2 separate regions of the Mus musculus genome follow, and region 2 is linked to region 1. The links are chromatin contacts, called in public Hi-C maps. All regions are on one chromosome and are shown on one strand. The core of a region is the stretch at or near the end of the contact, and the rest is flanking DNA. Distances in the headings are between cores, read along the strand shown.

What was found. Hi-C and Micro-C count contacts between places; a contact is called where the count stands out from the background.
Region 2: a Hi-C map of embryonic stem cells shows a contact between it and region 1, with 7 times the contacts expected there. The contact joins the promoter of Foxd3 here to the promoter of L1td1 in region 1. A contact is called at or near these places in 1 of 39 promoter capture datasets (embryonic stem cells), 5 of 484 Hi-C or Micro-C datasets (all in embryonic stem cells) and 4 of 115 datasets of contacts at active chromatin or transcription factors (all in embryonic stem cells).

What each region holds. Positions count from the first base shown.
Region 1 is chr4:98,723,246-98,728,160 of GRCm38.p6, reverse strand. L1td1 (LINE-1 type transposase domain containing 1) reads right to left here and starts at 1,407. Exons shown (of 5, transcript NM_001081202.1): 1 at 1,321-1,407; 2 at 691-766.
Region 2 is chr4:99,654,072-99,658,636 of GRCm38.p6, reverse strand. Foxd3 (forkhead box D3) reads right to left here and starts at 2,338. Exons shown (of 1, transcript NM_010425.3): 1 at 1-2,338. The coding sequence starts at 2,012. The coding sequence ends at 603.

The DNA.
Region 1 (4,915 bases), core at 158-2,657:
GAGTCAGGAAGTCACGTCCTTCCCCCCACCCCCACCCCCCAGGCGTGAGTTGGTGGCGCACTGCTAAAATATCCGCTGTTTCCAAAGGTAGAGACGACGAGGAAGCACCCCGCCACTAAACTATTTAAAATGCAAATCAAGCTGCGGTGGAATGTGGTCTCAGCAGTTGGCTCAGTTATGCACCTTACCAGAAAGCTTAGGGATAAGCATCAGACTATATAGGATATTGGATGGGAAGAGAAAAAAAAGCTCACATACTTGTTCAACGTTTTGAGACAGGGTTTCACTAAAACAGTTCAAGAGAGCATTCAATGGTGCCTTTTTGCCTCAGACCTCAAAGGACCTATGTTTGTGCTTATTTTTTTATTTACCTGTCTACTTGAGTCGGGGTCTCTATATGGCCCTTGCTGTCCTGGACTTCAGTATGTAGTACAGGCTGGCATCGAACTCAAGTGATGCACCTACCTCGGTCTCCTAGCACTAGGTTCAAGGCCCGACTCATTTTATGCTTCAAACTCGGGGATTTAAACGATTCTAGGGGGGGGGGGGTCAACGCTCTCAAACATCCCGACACTAGGTTAAGAACCCTCCCTAAATTACACGCAACACCCACTCTCACTTCAATCCAAGACACTTGTCACATTCCAGAGGGACCTTCTCCGTGCCCTGCGAGCACACTCTGCAGCTTACCCAAATCTGCGCCTTCCCCAGGAAGGAACCAGCTCTCCTCAGGTCGGGATTGGTCTGTCCACGCGTTTCACAGCGCCTGGAATTAAGTGCGTAGCCCAGAAGTCAAGTTATGACTTACGTAGAAACCCACACGCCTATGACCAGTAAACGTTCTCAAATGTGCTTAAATAGTATCTGCAAGTTATCAACAAGGACACTGGGGTGGGCGTAAGGAGAAGGCGGCAAAAAGGGATCGAACACCCCGGATCCAAATTCAAGGTGGCAAAGAGAGGGCCCGAGGACGGTGGCTTCTGCCCTGTGTGTCAGGATTCAACAGACACCTTTAATGCCCGGTTTTCTAGCAAACTTTGTTAAGAAACTGATGGAAACTCCTTCCCAGTCAAAGACAGAGGAAAGCGTTTGAGGGTGGAGGCTGGGAAGGGGCTGAAAGCCGGGGTCCCCCAGGCTCTTAGCAGCCGCTCTAGCTCACCTCCGCCTTCGCGCAGCTGCCGCCCCGCTGTCTCATTGTCCCCCACTGTCACGGCACTCTCCGGGTGCAGGAGCAATTCTCACTGCCCACCCCAGGGCCGGCCAGGCAGAGCAGGGTGAGAAACACGGGGACATCTGGGGCTTAACCCTGAGCAGCCTTACCTGAGAGCCACGAGGTGCAGCCCTGAGGTCACACACGCTGACAAAAGCAGGGCTGGGCGTCTGACCGCAGGAGAGACTCGCTGGGTCTCATGCAGACTCCTCCCTTCCCTAGGCGAAGTTTGCAGGTTTCTAGGCCCAACCCCCTCGCCACCCGCTTCCTTAGCCCCCTCCCAAAACTCAGTGGGGGCCTGAGCCCGCAAGGCGTGGTGGCCCACGCCCAGAAGCCATACTCGCTAGGAGCCAGTTAGGGCGCAAATCAAAAAATGAAATAAAATAAAAATCGCCCAAACGCTGCTCTCTGGCCTCACGCTAGCCAGCACCCCTGTCCTGACTTCAGGGACAGAACCTCGGTGTCACGCCTTTCTTGAAGCCAGTTGATGATGTAGCCGACCTTCCGACACCTCTCAGAACCTTTCTCACTCTCCAGGGCCTTTGCACTAGCTTTCTCTATGTAACTTCTTTTCCCAGGTCTTGTTTTGAGAAAAATCTTCTCAACTTGTAATTCTACATGTAGCTAACTCCAAACTCCTTATCTTTTGGCCTCCACCTCCCTAGATAGTGGAGTGAGCCGAGTTGGGGGGGGGGGGCGGGCTCGAGGAGGGGCGAGGGGATTGTGCTAGGGACAAACCTTGTGTTTGCAAGGTTTTCCAACTGAATTGCACCACCAATCCGTACTTTCGCACTTCTTTCAAAGCTGACTTTGTTCCATCCCTAGGTCTCAGGTCAAAGATTAACTCCTCCGGGGATGGTGGCAGCACCTATAGACCTCCAGCTACCCTGAAGGCAGGAGTACCCCTTTGTGCATAGCAACTGGGGTTCCTTTGGGCATTGTAGTGAGACTTCTCTTTAAAAACAAAACCAAAGATCTTTAAGTGGCCTCATTTAAAGTTCGTGTAAGTGAACTATCTTTCTTTCTTTCTTTCTTTCTTTCTTTCTTTCTTTCTTTCTTTCTTTCTTTCTTTCTTTCTTTCTTTCTTTCTTTCTTTCAAGTACACCATAGCTGTGTTCAGACACACACCAGAAGAGGGCATCTGATCTCATTACAGATTTTTGTGAGCCACCATGTGGTTGCTGGGATTTGAACTTAGAAACTCTGGAAGAGCAGGCAGTGCTCTTAACCGCTGAGTCATCTCTCCAGCCCATAAGTGAACTTTTAACTGTCCTAAAGAAGACACACTGTCTCCAACCACAAAGCTCTTTGATAGTCCTCTGTCCTCCTTACCCCCACCTAGTGGAGATAATGCCTTGCTACTCAGCCCAAGCTCTCCTTACACTTCCTGTGTAGCTGAGATTGACCTCAGACTCCAGGCCGTTTTAGCCAACCACGAGCTGGGATTGAGGCTGCACCCTAGGCTTTGTTTCATTCACCCGGTTCCTAATTCCCAATGATCAGGAGCCAAATGTGTTCAATTGCTGCATTCCCTTTTCATGTCTTCCCATTCCCCACTTCCTCCTGGAACGTAATTCCAAACGGGCAGGACTTTCTTTCTCACTCACAGCTTCCTTCACTTCACGGGTACCCAGGATTATGACTGGCATGTGCTACAGCCTCTTGTCAAATGAAGAAATAAGGGAGTCTACCCCTCCTGCTACGGCAGACCAGATGGTCCTGCTAAATGTGTGCCATGTTTTCTGCAGGATTAAGAAGGTTGGTGCTAGCCAGACAGTGGTGTTGCACGCCTTTAATCCCAGCACTTGGGAGGCAGAGGCAGGTGGATTTCTGAGTTCGAGGCCAGCCTGGTCTACAGAGTGAGTTCCAGGACAGCCAGAGAAACCCTACACAGAGAAACCCTGTCTTCAAAACAAAACAAAACAAACAAACAAAAAAAGAAGGTTGGTGCTGAGGCCTGGTGGGATGGCTCAACAGGCAAGAGCACTGACTGCTCTTCCAAAGGTCCTGAGTTTAAATCCCAGCAACTACATGGTGGCTCACTACTCCCTGTAATGAGATCTGATGCCCTCTTCTGGTGCATCTGAAGACAGCTACAGTGTACTTATGTGTACTTATGTATAATAATAAATAAATTTGGGGCTGGAGAGATGGGTCCGAGGGTAAGAACACTGACTGTTCTTCCAGAGGTCCTGAGTTCAATTCCCAGCAACTACAATGGTGGCTCACAACCATCTGTAATGGGATCTGATACCTTCTTCTGGTGTGTCTGAAGACAGCAACAGTATACTCACACATACATGAAATAAATAAATAAATCTTTAAATAAATAAATAAATAAGTCTTTTTTAAAAAAAAGGTTGGTGCTGAAGAGATGGCTCAGGGGTTCACAGCACTTGTTGCTCTTGCTAAGGACTTGGGTTCAATTCCTAGCACCTACATGGTGGTTTACAATCATTCGAAACTCCAGTTTCAGAAGATCTGATGTCCTCGTATAACCTCTGAGAGCACCAACCATACCTGTGGTGCACACACATATGTGCAGGTAAATACATATTTAATTAATTAACTAGTTAGTTAATTAATTAATAGAAGAGTGGGTTGCTGGGCACGGTGGCACACATCTTTAGTCACATCACCTGAGAAGAATAGGCAGGTGGATCTCTATGGGCTCCAGGCCCTTCTGCTATGCACTGTTGAGTTCCAGGACCATCTGAACCATCTGAGCCTGTCTTAAAAATGAAGGATCTGCCAGGCATTTGTCTTGAGTTAGAAACTTTGGGGTTCTGTCTGTCTGGGCCTCATAGCTATTTCATGGATAGCAAAACCTCCTAAGTTCGTGTAAGTGAAGTTTCCCTTTTAAATATTTTACTTCCTCTTTGACATTATTATCTTTTTTTAATATTTTTTATTAGATATTTTCCTCATTTACATTTCCAATGCTATCCCAAAAGTCCCCCATACCCTCTCTCCCACTCCCCTACCCACCCACTCCCAATTTTTGGCCCTGGCTTTCCCCTGTACTGGGGCATATAAAATTTGCAAGTCCAATGGGCCTCTCTTTCCAGTGATGGCTGACTAGGCCATCTTTTGATACATATGCAGCTAGAGTCAAGAGCTCCAGGGTACTGGTTAGTTCATAATGTTGTTCCACCTACAGGGTTGCAGATCTCTTTAGCTCCTTGGATACTTTCTCTAGCTCCTCCATTGGGGGCCCTGTGATCCATCCAATAGCTGACTGTGAGCATCCACTTCTGTGTTTGCTAGGCCCCCCTGGACATTTTTTTTAAAGATTTGTTTATTTATTTATTATACAGTACACTGTATAATAAATAAAGTACACTGTAGCTGTCTTCAGACACTCCAGAAGAGGGCGCCAGATCTCTTTACGGATGGTTGTGAGCCATCATGTGGTTGCCGGGAATTGAACTCAGGACCTTCGGAAGAGCAGTCAGTGCTCTTAACCGCTGAGCCATCTCTCCAGGCCCCCCCCCCCCCCCCAGCCCCGGACATTATTATCTTAATTGCTTTTCTATTGCTGTGACGCGACACCACGAGCAAGGCAACTTAAGGTGGGGCTTACAGAAGGTTAGATAGAGCTCATGGCCAGCATGGGAGCAGGTAGGGATAGCTCTGGAATTATAGCTGAGAAATTCCATCTTAAGACAGCCATGAGGCAGAAAGAGAAGGACACCAGAACTTTAG
Region 2 (4,565 bases), core at 1,089-3,588, 930 kb before region 1:
ACACGATGGAATAACATTTAGAATACCATATATATTCATTCATATATAAACAGACTTTTATAATACAATGACACTTCGCCTTTTTGAAAAATTTTTTTTGGATTTAAAATCTCCCAACGTCTTTATACATTCTTTTTCTCAGATAAAACTGCGCAGAGTGAACCTTCAAAAAAATATGAAAGTTCAAAGCTCTAAATCTACTGAATTGCTTTTTATTTTCTTAAAAAAATAAAAACCCCAAAAGGAAAGTCAATGATTTTTATACAAATATGTACAAAGAATGTCCCTCCCACCCCCACAGTACTGAGAACACAGGCGCCGTCGGGGTGCATTTTTGGAAATTCGGTTATCAGTTTTACCTGTACGGAAAGTTATTCCCAGCGGACGCGGGTTGAGTTTGCTCCGCCAGCTTAGGTGAGTGAGGGGATGGAGGCCGCTGTTGGTCAGTGTTGGGGAGTCGGGGGCGGGTAGCAGAGTCCAGGATTGGGTAGAGGGACCAGGACCAGGACCAGGACAGATGGACCAGGATCAGAGAGGGCGTACCGCCTGGAAGAGCAGGCTGCTGCCAGAGGCCGCCGTCCGGCCCGGCCACTAGCTCATCACTATTGAGCGGGCCACTTGGCTTGCACGGCGGCGGCCGCAGCCGCTGCGGCTGAGGCTGCGGGCTGCAGGAACTGTCCAGACAGCGGCACGCTCAGAATGGGCGCGATGGTGGCAGTCGTCCGGCTCAGCGACAGGGGCTGGTGCGTGGCCATGAGCGCAGCCGACTGCACAGTCCCGGGCGGCCGCAGGAAGGACTGCGCGCCGCCGCCGCCCCCACTGCCCCCGCCACCCCCGGCTCCGCCGCCGCTCCCACCACCCCCAGCCGAGCCCCCGGGCGCCGCGGATCCCGCGCCTATGATGTTCTCGATGCTGAACGACGGCCGCGCACTGGGCTCGGACTTGATGAGCGACGTGGTGCCCGCCGCGCCCGCCGTGCCCGCGGCTGCCGCGGCGGCGCCCAGGGTGTTGAGCTGTAGCTGCAGGCTCGGACCGAGCTGCGAGCCGAAGGCGGCCGCTTTGCGGCCCAGCTCGCCCGAGGGCAGCAGGGGCACTGCGGGCGGCAGCACGGGAGCCACGGGTGGTAGCGCGTACGGGTACTGGAGCGCCGCAGCAGCCGCGGCCGCCGCCGCCGCCGCGGGGTGCGAGTAGGCGCCCGCAGCCGCCGCGGGGTGCAGGCCGTAGGGGCGGCCGTAGGGTCCTGCGCCCGCCGCCGCCGCCAGGCTGTAGGCTCCGAAGCTCTGCATCATCAGCGCCGTCTGCTCGCGCAGGTGCTCCTGCTGGTGGCGCTTGAAGCGCTTCCGGCGCCGCAGGAAGCTGCCGTTGTCGAACATGTCCTCGGACTGGGGGTCCAGGGTCCAGTAGTTGCCCTTGCCCGGGTTGCCCGGCTCGCGGGGGATCTTGACGAAGCAGTCGTTGAGCGACAGGTTGTGGCGGATGCTGTTCTGCCAGGCGGGGAACTTCTCCCGGTAGTACGGAAAACGGTTGCTGATGAACTCGCAGATGCCGCTCAGGGTCAGCTTCTTCTGCGGGCTCTGCAGGATGGCCATGGTGATGAGCGCGATGTAAGAGTAGGGTGGCTTCACCAGGCTGTTCTTGGGCTTGTTCGGGGTCAGACCTCCCGTCGCCCCGCTGCCCGCGCCGGGCCCACCGCCGCCTGTCACCGCGTCCTCGCCGCCCTTGCAGCCGTCGGCCTCCGGAGCTCCCGTGTCGTTCCCCGGCCCGGTCGCCTCGGTGGGCAGTGCCAGGGCTTGCGGTTGAGACTGGCCGTGATGAGCGCTCACCGGTGGCCCTTCGTCCGCCTCGTCCAGGCGCAGGTCCGGAGGCCCCGCGGGGCTGTCGCACCCGGCGTCGCTGTCCTTCTCCTCCAGCCCGTCGTCGCCCTCGCCCACCACATCGATGTCCACGTCCTCGGCCGTCAGCACCGTCTGGCCGGACATATCGCTGGCGCTGCCGCTGCCGGAGAGGGTCATCCCTCCGCGGGGTTGGTGGCGGCGGCCAGGAGCGAGCAGAGAGCGAGGGGGGCCGCGAGGGGCGGCCGCGGAGCTCAGGCAAAGGAGGTGTGAGTGTCCCCCGAAAGAAAGCCGGGGGGGGGGGAGAGGGCACAGGTAGCTCGGGGCCCTGTCGGGTCAGCTCACACGAGGAGGCCTGGCATCGCGCGGTGCGGGCGCTGCGCTCCGCAGCCGCGCTCCGCGAACTCTTGCGGTCCTCGACGCTTCTCTACGAGGAGACAGCTACTGCTCGCGACCCCGGAGGTTTCTCCACGCCGCACCCCCTCACTTCACCAGCCTTCCTCGACCTCTGGTTTGGGCGTGGGGTTCAGGAGCGGTCCAGGCAAGCGCGGGACGCCGGGCTCCAAGCAGCTCTGGAGGGCGCGGGCATGGGCGACCGCGGGGTTGGGGGTTGGGGGGGTGGTGACAGGGAAGCCAAGCCTGGGTAGTCGAAAGTCCCGTTTTAAGGACTGGCCTGATAGATTACTTTCTACTTAAAGATCCAGAGGGAGGCGGGGCCACGTGACCGCGCGTGACGTCAGGGCCGCCGTGGAGCTGGCCAAACTCAAGTTGGTTCAGGGAATTGTCAACAAAGGGACGACAGAAGCGCAACTCCTCACCGACTAGGCGCTAGCATCCCGCAGGCCCCGAAAGCTCTTCGGGCTGTTGGGAGACCCCTGCCCACGCTGGAGCCGGGTGTGGGGTTCAGGGAGGGCGTGAGAGTGGGTGGGTGGGGGTGGAGAGGGCGTGGGCCTAAGAGTGTCCTCCGGACTGTAGGGCTTCTTACCACCCTGCCCTCTCCGCCCCCTGCATTTTTCTTACTACCCTGCCCTCCCCTCTTTGCTAATATTATATAGACCAACTGGCAATGCAGAACAAGGTTGTGATTTAAAAAAAAAAAAAAAAAGAAAAGAAAAGAAAAAAACTTACTATTTTGATTTGCTTTGGGGTTTTGTTTTCGATTCAAGGATTAAAGGAACACATCCGGCTTCCTTTTGCTAATTAGGCCTCAGACCCCCTCCTGTTTCAGGGCTATTCCAGAGAAAAGACATCTGCTGATGTGCCTCGCATCACCCCCAAATCTAACTACTCAAGTCTTACCCTAGCTTTCCGGGCACGACGCAGGAATATATATATATATATATATATATATATATATATATATATATTCGCAACGGTCACAACACCATCAGCTGGGGTTTCCCGAGGTCAGAGAATAGCTATCGATTAACCTATTAGGATAGTTGCAGAGAAATAAAAAGGACGTAAAATAGCAGGGAACCTATAAACAAAGACGTCATAACTGGCTGTTGGAGTTGTTAAACGACTTAGCACAGAAAAAGTCGGAAATGAGCTGGAAACGGAGCAGGCATTGGCAGCGGTCTTGGGTAAGTGGAGAGGATTGGGGAAGAGGCTTTGGGCCTTGTTATTAGACGTGGCGCACCGACTGGGGGGGGTTGGAAAACTGGGGGGAGCTGGCGTATACTTCCGAGTGGAGGGCACGACCTCCAAGGAACCACAGTGTCCCAGGGCGTGCTGGCGGGAGTGGGCTCACCTCTGCTGCTAACTAATGTGGGTTATCTCTTAAAGTGTGAATAAACTATCCAAGACTTAACTTCTGTAGAAATCTGCGCCAAAGAAGAGGCGAGGATGTGTCCAGCGCACGTGAAGTACAAGGAATGTCAGCTCTGGTAGGAGAGACTGGGAAATCCCAGAGATGCTGGGGTGGGGACTTTAAAGTGACCCAGGGTCAGCGCCTGCTGTTGCTGAGGTGAGTGGACTCGGTACGTCCGTCCGAGGGGAACTGGTGTTCCCAGCCCGGAGTGGTTTGAGATGACCTTGGTCGCCCTGACCAACCCCACCCCCCTCGCTTTTAGGCCGCTTCTTTGTCAGAGGAGAGCACTTACCGATTTGAGCCTTCTTGAAACCCGATTAATTTGTGTGCTGAAGGCCTAGGGGAAGGATCTATGAACCCCAGGTTATAAGAGAATGAGAGGAGGAAGTCAGGGAGGAAACAATTTCTGTATTGTTTATAGGAAACAGCGAAAAAGTTAGGTACTTCCAGGTTGCCAGTGTGCCTCTGATTCTGTATCGTCACCTAGAGCCATTTTTCCTAGTTACATCAAATTAATAAAATATCTTAATATGCAAAATTGCATTTTTACAGGCATTAGGACACCACAGGTTGACGATTATCCCATTACACAACTCTCCCATCAATACCAGTAGCTCTTTGCGTATGGATTTCAATGCTGCTCCGAGTTGGGCGGCTACAGGCTTGGGGGGCGGGGGTGGGGGTGGGGAGAGCAGTGACTATCCTGAGAGGTCTGGAATCTCTATGGTTTTTGTTTGTTTGTTTGTTTCCAGTTGATCTTGGGGTTACACCTGGCCCTAAAACGCATGCCTGAGTTGATTTCCGCAGCTGCACCACTAATGACGCGCTGACTCAAAAACGTCTATTCCGCTGACTAGACAGTCTTCTCGGGAAACCGACAGGAGCTACCAGCTGGAGCTGGCTGCACCCTAGGCAAGAGG